4 separate regions of the Mus musculus genome follow, and regions 1, 2 and 3 are each linked to region 4. The links are chromatin contacts, called in public promoter capture Hi-C maps. All regions are on one chromosome and are shown on one strand. The core of a region is the stretch at or near the end of the contact, and the rest is flanking DNA. Distances in the headings are between cores, read along the strand shown. Region 1 holds the start of Gins3 (GINS complex subunit 3 (Psf3 homolog)). Region 2 holds the start of Mt2 (metallothionein 2). Region 3 holds the start of Got2 (glutamatic-oxaloacetic transaminase 2, mitochondrial). Region 4 holds the start of Rbl2 (RB transcriptional corepressor like 2).

Evidence for each region. Promoter capture Hi-C pulls out the DNA fragments that hold promoters and counts their contacts.
Region 1: a contact with region 4 is called in a promoter capture Hi-C map of pre-B cells. The contact joins the promoter of Gins3 here to the promoter of Rbl2 in region 4. A contact is called at or near these places in 1 of 39 promoter capture datasets (pre-B cells) and 1 of 484 Hi-C or Micro-C datasets (CD4 T cells).
Region 2: a promoter capture Hi-C map of the C10 cell line shows a contact between it and region 4. The contact joins the promoter of Mt2 here to the promoter of Rbl2 in region 4.
Region 3: a promoter capture Hi-C map of pre-B cells shows a contact between it and region 4. The contact joins the promoter of Got2 here to the promoter of Rbl2 in region 4.

What each region holds. Positions count from the first base shown.
Region 1 is chr8:95,632,208-95,634,907 of GRCm38.p6, reverse strand. Gins3 (GINS complex subunit 3 (Psf3 homolog)) reads right to left here and starts at 1,349. Exons shown (of 3, transcript NM_030198.3): 1 at 1,125-1,349. The coding sequence starts at 1,310.
Region 2 is chr8:94,171,188-94,173,887 of GRCm38.p6, reverse strand. It overlaps Mt2 (metallothionein 2), which reads right to left and starts at 1,270. Exons shown (of 3, transcript NM_008630.2): 1 at 1,013-1,270; 2 at 696-761; 3 at 321-552. The coding sequence starts at 1,040. The coding sequence ends at 461. Gm39227 (a long non-coding RNA gene) reads left to right here and starts at 2,233. Exons shown (of 3, transcript XR_879107.2): 1 at 2,233-2,631.
Region 3 is chr8:95,887,119-95,889,818 of GRCm38.p6, reverse strand. It overlaps Got2 (glutamatic-oxaloacetic transaminase 2, mitochondrial), which reads left to right and starts at 1,418. Exons shown (of 10, transcript NM_010325.3): 1 at 1,418-1,602. The coding sequence starts at 1,514.
Region 4 is chr8:91,068,694-91,071,393 of GRCm38.p6, reverse strand. It overlaps Rbl2 (RB transcriptional corepressor like 2), which reads right to left and starts at 1,337. Exons shown (of 22, transcript NM_011250.4): 1 at 988-1,337. The coding sequence starts at 1,218.

The DNA of each region.
Region 1 (2,700 bases), core at 100-2,599, 4.6 Mb before region 4:
CATACAGTGGTGACACACACCTTTAATCCCAGCATCAGGGAGGCAGAGGCAAAAGGATTGCTGAGTCTGAGGCCAGCTTGGTATACAGAGCCAGTTTATGTCAGCCAAGGCTACACAGAGAAACTCTGTCTCAAAAACATTAAAAAAACAAAAACAAAAGACTCCTAAATCTTTCTCTATGACAATGGGGAGCCAATAAGTTGACATTTGGGGTAGAACTCTGTGGTAGCATGCTTGCCTGGCATGTGAAACGCTCCAGGATTCACCCCCAGTCCTGGAATATTCTTCAAAAACATGGCGGTCGACTCTGAAGAGTCGACTTACAAAGGACTGTGAGGTTGAGAAGCAGCCCAGGGAGCAAAAATGAGCCTTTCTGTTGTTGAAAAAGTAAAAATGTGGTGTTTTACTTTGAGAAAAAGTACCTAGAAATAGACAGAGACAAAATTGATACCCTTCCAAACAAAACTTAAAGGACCTAACGGGAAATGAAAGTAACCATTGCAAGTTACGCTCTTGGGACAAACTCGTACTTGAAGCCATAGAGTCCAAGGTTCGAATCCCAGTTCACCATTTACTGGAGGACCCTGGCTTTGTTAACCCAGCTTTTGTTAGGTTTATGGGAGGGCAAAAGGCTTAATACGGGAAGCTGCAGTTGCCATTTTTCAGTGCGACACTGAAAATTGTTATGAGCAACCTTTTACCGAGGACTGCCTTGGTTAAGCCAGCACGGACTTACTGTGGAACCCTGGCTGAGGTACTCACTCTTTGTAGAATTGCCTAAGCGAGAAGATGACAATTTATCCCCCCATCACAGACTCCCATCCCCTGATGGACAGTCGGTCCTCGGAAACAGGCTGCAGACACTGTCATAATTGTGCCGAGTGCGCATGACAATCTGCAGTTCCCAGACTTCGAAACTTCAAATAAGTTTTATGGAAACCATGAATAGAACCAAGAGACCCTGAGATGATGGGCTGGAGCCAAAGCCAATGACTTTGGAAAGTTTGAAGACTAAGATCGGTGGCGGGAGAGTCCTCCGAGTGCTGTGCAGCTTCCCGGGACCCCCGAGGACTCCCACCGCCTCCAGATCTTGGAAACCTCTGCCCCGGCCGGGCTCGCCTCACCTGAGGGAGCGGATGGTCCGGCTCGGAGCCCGCGCCCCGCTCCAGGAAGAAGGCTCCCAGGCGCGGCATGGGCGTCTCGACCCGCACCGGCAGCTTCTCCTGCGACATCAGGATGTCGTCCAAAGACAGGAAGTTCTCCTCCGGCCCCAGAGCGCCCGACTCCACTGGGAAATACGCCTCGGACATGGCAGCTCGCAGCACAGTCAGGGATGAGGAGGGCGCGCCACCTCAGCGAACTAGGGCCGGCTTCAAACTCGCTTTCCCGCGCCGCACTCGCCAGACCCGAGCAGTCGATTTCGGCGAGCCTGCGGCCGCTCAGGCAAAAGCAATCAATAAGGTCACAGATTGGGTCCAGTGTCCCCGCCCAATGCGGAAGCCCTGGATGAGTCGGCCGGAAGTCCTCCTGCAGCTTGTAGACTAGGCTGGGGAAGGTATATGAAGCTTGAACATCATTGAAGGGACAGCATGTGTCTGTACTAACGGAACTGTGTTCATGCAGCCTTTAAATACACACATAGAATTTAAAAACATCTTTGGGGATTCAAGTAATATCATTTTACACTATGTATTCCAGCCCTCATTAATCCCGCTTTTATTGCATTTTCACTGGTAGGTTAATTATTGTCTTTGAAAACAACAGAAGAAACTAAAACGCAAGCACTAGTCCAAATGTTTAACTGTGTGCTAAGTTACAAATTATTTGTAGTATTTTGGCCGGGTGTAGGTTCAGGTGGGGTGGGAGTCTAGATGGAGTGGTAGATTTATATATGGCTGGAAGATCTGAAGTTCAGGGCCTTGCTCTACTGTCAACTGGCAAAGTCCTCGTGTGGTGATCAGTTTGGGTTCCTGAAAGAGGAAACTAGACCAGTTTCCTAGTCTTTTCACAGCCACTCTGCAAGCGGGAGCTCCTATATCAAATGCGATCACAGGTAGAGTACCTGAGAACAAAGGAAAGACCACGGTTGCTTGGTTGCTTGGTCCTAGATTTGGCGGTACATACATGAATACAGGTTGAGGCAGATTGTTGCGAGATTTGCTACCGAATTTACCTACTGTAGGAGGGCATTCCTGAGGTAGTGGTTTGTGAGCAACACAGGAAAGGGGGCGAGCATGCCTTTCATCTTTTGTATTCCTTTTTAGTTTTGAATGAAATAATTTGTTAATGTATTTACATAATTCACTACATTTAAGCAATAGCCTTCTAAATATGGACTAGAACTTTACATATGCTAAGCAATAGTCACTTGCTTTTTCTTGCCAAAAACACTTGTATCACATGAATGCTTGAAGTATTTACACCACTTTCTTTACTTTTTATTCCTCTTCTTTTAACAACCATTGCTCTAGTCAGTTTAAGACATTTTATTCCAGACAGCTACTTTAAAAAGTTGCAATAATGTCAAGCATGCTGGCACATGCCTAGAATCCCTGGACTGGGGAAGCCAAGGCAACAGGATCTCAGGGTCGAAACAAGACCAGGTTATAGGGCAAGGCCTTATCTCTAAAACAATTATGACTAATGTGCTTGTTGACAAGAGCGGGTCAGAAGCAGACCCAGGGTGTGAGCTAGGCATGT
Region 2 (2,700 bases), core at 21-2,520, 3.1 Mb before region 4:
TATTTCATACTTTAAGCCTAAAAACCGAAAATAATTAGGGGTAGGGATGTGGCGCATTAGAGCACCTGGGTTTAGTAAGCAGGAAGCTTTCGGTTTAATCCCCAATACACACACACACACACACACACACACACACACACACACACACACACACACGCCCAGTAGGAATGGCCCATTTCTGTGACCAATGCATGCTTCTGCATGACCACTTTCTAGGCGGTCAAAGTCCAGAGAAATATAATCCGACTAGCTCAAATTCAGCTGCTGCAGTCCCATCTCAACGCCTCTGCCAGCCCTTAACCAATGCACAGAGACAAGCTGAATTAATCAAGTCAACGGCTTTTATTGTCAGTTACATGCTTTATAGAAAAAGTTGTGGAGAACGAGTCAGGGTTGTACAAAAAAGGCTAGGCTTCTACATGGTCTATTTACACAGATGTGGGGACCCCTCCGCCCCCCTTCAGGCACAGCAGCTGCACTTGTCGGAAGCCTCTTTGCAGATGCAGCCCTGGGAGCACTTCGCACAGCCCACGGGGCAGCAGGAGCAGCAGCCTGTGGGGAGAGAAGAGTTGAACGTGAGCGAGAAACCTTGTCAGAGGCACACCACCTGAACGCTCCCGGGAGGGAAGGCGCGGCGCGGCGGGCTAGGGACCCCAGGAGAGTGACGGGGAAATGGCAGAGAAGATCCAACTTACTTTTCTTGCAGGAAGTACATTTGCATTGTTTGCATTTGCAGGCGCCAGCGCAGGAGCAGGATCCATCTAAAAGTAGAAGGCAGTCAGTGAGCGCGGTTGAGTGGGACCCGGGAGTACCTGAACGCTGTTCTCCTAGGAAGGTGAGGCAAATCACCCGGGTAGGCGAGCCACTATCTCAAGGACTAGTTTAAAGGAGCAGGAGTGCTTCAGAATTCATTCGGAAGGGGTAGCCGGTCGTACCCTTAAAGTAATTACTAAAGGAGGGGCCAAAAAGCCTGTCTAGCTCTCCCAGAAATCCCGTCAGCAGTCCCCCTTACCGGAGGCACAGGAGCAGTTGGGGTCCATGGCGAGTGGAGGCGGCGGTTGAAGATCGACGAGAGATCGGTTTGAAGAGTTCTAGGAGCGTGATGGAGAGAAGCACGCGGAGCGCGACCTTTATAGCGGAGAGTATTGGGTCGAGCGCAAAAGCTCCGCCCGGGTGGAAGGCACCATGCACGCGCCCCCGCCGCCTGCACACGCCCTTTTTCTGGCTCAAGGGATATGGCCAGCACACGCCCCTGGGCCTGCGCACGACCCGAATTCTGCAAGCGGCCCTCTTTTTGCTCGTGGGACAGAGCCTGCACACGCCCTCCCCCCACCCCCCGCGCTGAGTCACACCCCCTTTCTCTGGGCTCAGGGACTGAGAGCAAAGGAGCTGAGCGCAAAGGGTCTGCGATCCGGTGGGAACCGGTTCCAGGACACCTGCTTGCTCCCGCGCGCGCCCTTTGCGGTGCCCCGGGGCCCGAGGGGCCGGGTGCAGAGGCGATGCTGAGCGACGAGACCTCTGGCCGCCCAGATCACGCCACGGGGACACAGTTTCCGCGCATGTCTTGTGTGCTAACCTGGGTGAAAGCGGGGCTTGGAGACCCTGCGTACAGGAAAACTTAGCTGGCAGTGTGAACCGGTTACAAAAACCAGCCCTACCCCTGGCTTAACTGCTGTTGGTGATGTACTCCTGCCCCCCTGCGTGTCACGTGCTGCGGGCACCGTAAGAGCTGTCGTTTTTCCTTACAAACGCTGGTTGGAGTGTTCATTATTCTCACCGTAGAAAAGTGGAAACGGAGACGCAGTCACATAGTCACTTGCCCAAGATGAGTGTAGGGTTCGAATCCACTAAGGCACCAGCCAGTTGTCAAGAGACTAGAGACCATAGACACAAGCCTTGTGCTAAGACTTACTCTTGGGGGGCGGGGGGAGGGCAGCGAGTGACAGGAAAAAATGGTGGGGGTCTTTGCTGGAGGTGGAATTCAAGAGAACGAAAGCAGTCCATTCTGGGAGGATATGGACCAGGGCCCTTTGCCAGGGTGTTTGCCAAGTAGGAAGGGCCAGATGGTGGTGTTCTGAAACACACGGATGGAAAGCCCCACGTAACCCGACCCACCTCCACCCACGGGTGGATGCTGAGGGGAAGGGTGGAGATGGCAGCCAAAATTTCTTCCCCTGGAGGTACATGGTGTTTCCCCACTTGCTTAAGTCTGCTGAAATCAGACTGGAAGTCATAGCTGGAATGTCTGTGTCATCTGCAGAGCCAGGAAACTGGTGCCGGAAGCTTCCCGGCAGGCCGACTCGGATACTTTCAACGGAGGCTGTGGGTGGGTTGTAACAGGACAGGCTGTCCTCGCAGCTCTTAGTGAAAACTGGGGCAATGCCTTCTTGACTCATTCCAGGCATTACTGGATGCCCACGGCTGTCCATGGATTGTGTGATTAAACACCGTGTCCTTTCCCTTCCTGGCACTTTCTGTGGCTGCCCTGGCTATGAACTTGAACCGGATTGATTTCTGGGCTCCCGTGCTCCCTTTCCAGACTGACCCCAGAGCAGTCTTTGCTGTAACTCCAGCCTCAAGCCAGGATGTTGTTGGCAGTCACCGCTGGCCAAGTCCCGTAAATTCATGGAGGTAACTAACCCACGGTACGGTTATTCCTGCCCAGTTCTCACTTCCCGCTAGGACTTAGATTTTGAAAAT
Region 3 (2,700 bases), core at 169-2,668, 4.8 Mb before region 4:
TGCTCATACAACATTAAATAAATATCTATTTTTTTTTAATCTAGCCCAAGGTCAGGGAGACACATGTGCCAGAAGACAGTAAGTTAGGGTAGACCAGAATGTGATTCCATGTAGGGATCTGGACTTCATGCAACAGCCCTGGAAGAAATGAAGATATCCTAAAGAGGCACTGTGTCTATCAATTTGACTACTGAAACAATGGAACCCAAAGAAATGGCAATATCTCTAGGAATCTCATACTGAAATAAGAAAAGGCCCCAGCCAGAGAGGCAACCTTTCTCCCAGAGAGTCTATACAGTTCTAGCAACTTATCAGATCCATCACCTTATAGGATGGGTTAATGGCAGGCAGGAACACAAGCTGACTGGGAATCTGTTTACGTTGGAATCTCTCATTTGAACCCCGAAGGAAAACTGGATCTTTCTGTCCAACTTCCTAGTGTGGCCACATTGAGTAAAAAAAAAAAAAAAAAATTTCGAGACAGGGTTTCTCTGTGTAGACCAGGCTGGCCTCGAACTCTGAAATCCACCTACCTCTGCCTCCCAAGTGCTGGGATTAAAGGCATGCACCACCACCACCCAGCAAGTAAATCTTTTTCTGCTTTTCACTATTTTACTTTGTTTGAGGACCAGTGACCTGGGCCTGGTTTGCAGCACATGCTGTGGCCCCCAGATTTGATAACAATCACACAGACAACTGAAGTGGCCGGAGAAATTAGACTGGCAATCTATACAGATTTCTGCAAGGCATCCCTGGGAAATAATGGCCCATGTTCAGAGTGAATTCGGTCAACTTGTGGACTTGTCTCAAATTCATTCTCCCAGCCTTTAAAAGCTTATTCATTTCTTCCAAACATAATTATGAAGACTTGATGTGCAAAAGTTTGTCGTTGGTCCTGGGTAATTTTGTATTGACTAATCAGGCTTTTTTTTTTTTTTTTTTTTTTTTTTTTTTTTTTTTTTTAGGGCATAATCTGCTAATCTCACAAGTTAATACTCACAACTGCCCCACAAAATATGCCTGTTGTCCTCTAACAGGGACATGAAAGCATTCTGAACCTTGAGAGACTTGCACTTGGGGAAACTAGTGGGTTGAAAGGAAAACCACACTGGAGCATTAGGAAAAAAAAAAAATACTTCCTCGGGTCAGTTTACATTTTTTTCCTTCTTTCAAACTGGCACGCTAGGCAGCTGCCTCTAGCGTAGCGGATGATTAACTGGAAGCAGAGCGCTGAGCACTGTGGACTGCGCATCCTCACATACAAGCTTCACAGGATTTATAGGCAGCGATTAGCAGTGCCCTTGCGAGTTTCCATGACCTCCGTGGAGGCGTCGTCGTTCTACCCCCGACCGCAAGGGGCCGCTGCGACATGATTCGCTCCAGGCGCAGGGCCGCTCTAGCCACGCCCAGGGAAGTCACTGTCCTCACCTTTTAGGAGCCCGCGCCTCGGTTCCAGCGGACGCTTCCCCAGATCTCGGCTCTACCACCATCCACTGCCGTCTTACCGCCCACCATGGCCCTCCTGCACTCCAGCCGCATCCTCTCCGGGATGGCTGCTGCCTTTCACCCAGGCCTAGCTGCTGCAGCCTCTGCCAGAGCCAGGTGAGCCGAGGGATACAGAGATGCAGCGGCACCGCGGGCCTGCCCCTGCCCAGCCGAACTGTGGACCCTGTGAAACCTGCACCCCACCCCGCGATCGGACACACGTGCGCACCTCGTGTGTCCCCAAGGGTTGACTGTCCCGAGTCTTAGAGTCCAGTGTCTGCGCCCCGGGGTGACCCCAGGACCCCTCATCCCTCCCCTGTATCTCCGGACAGAGGGCCAGCGTAGCCCCCGAGGTGGGAATTGTGGTTCTCGACTGCACCCAGAATCCCATTCTAGCGGGTGATGGGGGGTCCCAGATGTGGACTCAGCACAGTGGGGTGCGGGGCAAGGGGTGAGCACGTGGGCGGTGGCGCTGGGCCATCCTCTAGCCGATTGGCTATGGTGCCGGAGCTGCCTGTCGCTGATTGGCTGTGGTGCAGGGGGGCGCGCATGTCCTTGACCAGCTGCCCTGCGGGACAACAGGTCCAGCTGTCGGGGTCCAGAGGGTTAAATCTGCCAGTGCTGTGTAGAAGCAGCGTGCGTGACGGGGGGAAATGTGACCACATGCAAGGAGGTTCTGGGGGCGTCCAGATCCGGTGTGCATCCATGACCTTGGCGTAGTGCATCCTTCAGTGTCACCACAGTAGTGCCTGATGATCCCCTATCCCCTGACAGACCAGCCTGGCCTTTGGATGGAAAAGGGTTGAAGTGTAATGTACTTTCTTTGTTTTAAACCCTTGGGAGATTCTGTTGACTGGAAGCCATCAATCTTTCCCTGCATTTCAGTCGGCTCTTTGCTCCTTAAAATATTTCGTAACCCAGTTTCTCCGAGCCAGGCACTGGACCAGTTGCTGGTGATGCAGCTGTGAGCAAGACAAGAGGACTGACTTCCTTTTTTAAAAAAAGACAAATGAGTCATCTTAAACTAAGGTGTACTGAAAGTGCCAGGCCTAAACGGGAACTAGTAACTCCTGATTCTTCCTTGGGCCTCAGAAGAGCAGATTTGAGACAGTCTCCTGGAGTACGGCAGACACCTCCCCGGGGCACATACTAACTGGGAGCGAAGCCTACGTAACTTTTTATGCTTGCCTTCTTCCCTTTGAATGTGTTCAAGCA
Region 4 (2,700 bases), core at 88-2,587:
GACACCAGGCTTCATATGACTTAGTCTGTGATTTGAAGTCTCTGCTATGTTATAATACTCATTCTTGCTAATTTACAGCGTCATCTCTAAGGTGAAGTAAGAATTCGTTTGGGAGTATTTGTGTCCTTCAAACCAGAAGTTCTCCTCTTTGCCTGGCTATCGGAAACACTGGGTAAGGAAGGCGGCTACGGTCTCTTCAGCCAGACTGCTTCAGTCTAGGAAATTTTCTGCACACATACACACATTGCTTTAGTTAAGCTTTAGGTAAGCACTTTGAAGTGGGCACAAGTAACAAAACTGCTCACACAACATAACTGAGTTTCACTGTGGTTAAAAACTTGTCCAGAGTCACTCAGACACAGGTCTAAAGCTGCCATGTTTCTTTTTTTTGTGAGTGTAACAAATGGAGAGAGGGGAATTCGATGTGTGTCGATTTTTAAAAAAATAGAAATAAACCGACTCAGAAGAATGGCACAAGTACATCCATATCATAGTTAAATAACACCTTGCTTAGCCTTCGGGTCGGGGGCCTCTTTGCTCTGCTACTTCGATAAGCTTCCATATATAAAATCAAAGGGTCATACGCACAGGCAGCTGAAAAACAATCCGGACTTCCGTGTCACTTCCCATTGGCCCATACAGGGGAGGTGCCTGCAGAGTTGACAGGCACTAGCCCGAATAGCCATTTTCGTCAACTGCAAAGCCCCGTCCCAAGAACGGAACATAACAAGCCTACACCTGGATGACAGCCAAAAAGAGTGCCCAAGTTCAGCAACAAATGTTGTGTGTCTACACCCGCTTTTCATCTGCCCGGGGGGTGGGGGACAATAAATCCTAAGCCATTCTCACACGTAAGCAAGCCTGAAACTTAATGAGTTTCCTCTGACGGCCGCAAAGCCAGGGGGAGGCAATGGTGCGGGGCAAACGACCAAGTGATCCTAGGGCCACCCCGAGTCCCCGATCTCCACGGAGGATCTGAGCACGCACCTCCAGCGTGTAGCTCTCGCTCATGCTGCGGTAGCTGCTCCAGGCCTCGGCGCGCGCCGCCTCGTCCATGTTGAGGCGGCTGCACAGCTCCTCGAACCGCTGCTGGATCTGATGGCTCGGGGACCCCGCGGGCTGCGCGCGATCCGCGGCGTCGCCATCCTCCTCCTCTTCCTCCGAGCTGGCTGCAGCAGCTGGAGGAGGCGGTGGCGACTGGTTGCCTCCAGATGCCATGGCGCACCCCGAGGCCGCGGCTCTTCAGATGCGCTCAGGGCCCGGGCCCGCAGCCATTCAAACCGCGAAGCGCCGGCCCGTCAGCAGCCTGTCCTGCTACTGTGCCGCCCCCAAAGTTCCTCAGTCCCATGCGGGCACCCGTAGGTCTGAGCACGGCCTGCTGGGAAATGTAGTCTCGGCCGGGATCTCAGGGAGACCAAAAGTCATGGAAGAAGAAAGCAAAAAACGAGCTGTGCATCATTTAGGGGTGAATGGACACGTCCTCTACCGTTTTAAAAAGCATCTCTCAATAGTGAGACCATTCAGAAGGCTCGTTTGAAGAGAAAAAGACCAAGAAATATCGACAGGATTTAGTATATAAGCCCTTTACACACATCCTCACCTAGAGGTCCTCAGATAGTAAAGCTAAAAGGTCCAAAGTAAAGATAATAGTTTGCCTGCCCTTTCTAGTCTCTGTTGCTGAGATAAACACGGACTGTAACCAACTCGGAGAGGAAAGGGCTTATTTCATTTTAGTCTTTACAGTTCATCATTGACGGAGGTTAAAGCAGGACGCTGCTTACTGACTTAGCTCCCCGTTGCTTTATCAGCTACTTTCTTAATACAACGCCACCCCCGCGGCCGCCACCTCCCTAGGCAAGACCCACAGGTCAATCCAACAGAGAGGATTCCTCAAGTGACACTCCTATGTCAACGCTATCAATGGCAAAGGTATATTGAGCTAAGAATTGATCTCACTTCACCAAACAAAAACAAAATAAAAAACCCTCAACCCTCAACCCTCAATCACACAAATAATCATGAATGTGTTTTCAAGAATAACTTAAAATGTATATTAGCTATCACATAACTGCTCCTAGATACGGCTAAAGTTTCTTACAGATAAAAGGAAGAGCGTAGAGCAGGGACATCTGAGTGAGTCCAGAGTGGACATGACCCTGAGCCACCTGAGGGAGGAGAGTGCGGGGAGGGGGCGCGGGAGGTGAAGGGAGAGAGGGGAGAGAGGGGAACCAGGTGCAGCAGCTAGAAGGCCCAAAGGTACACCGAGCTAGAAACTAAAATGTCTGGATTATATAGGAAAGCACAGCCCACCCCTTGAGCTGGAGAGTTTTGGGTAGGGGGCTGGCTATGGTAACAGGTAGAGGTTGAGGGCTACCAGGAGAACAGAGCAGCCAGGTCCTCTTTGATATGTTAAATAGGCACCTCAGCCTTTTGTCCCCGGGCTTGAAACTTTCCTATATTTATGATTTGAGGTGTTAAAGCTACCGAATCTCTAACTAAGCTTAGATATGAAGGGAATTTCAAAGAATTTGCTCACGGAAAAGAAACTTTTAAGGCACATTGCATGGGCTTAAGTGGTGAAGAGAATCTAGTGGAGATAAACACATTGATTGAAAAGGGCTGGGGAGATTCTCAGTGGCAAAAAAAAAATCCCTCACCTGAGATCAACCTGTATAACTCACATGTGTTGCGGGAGCAGGT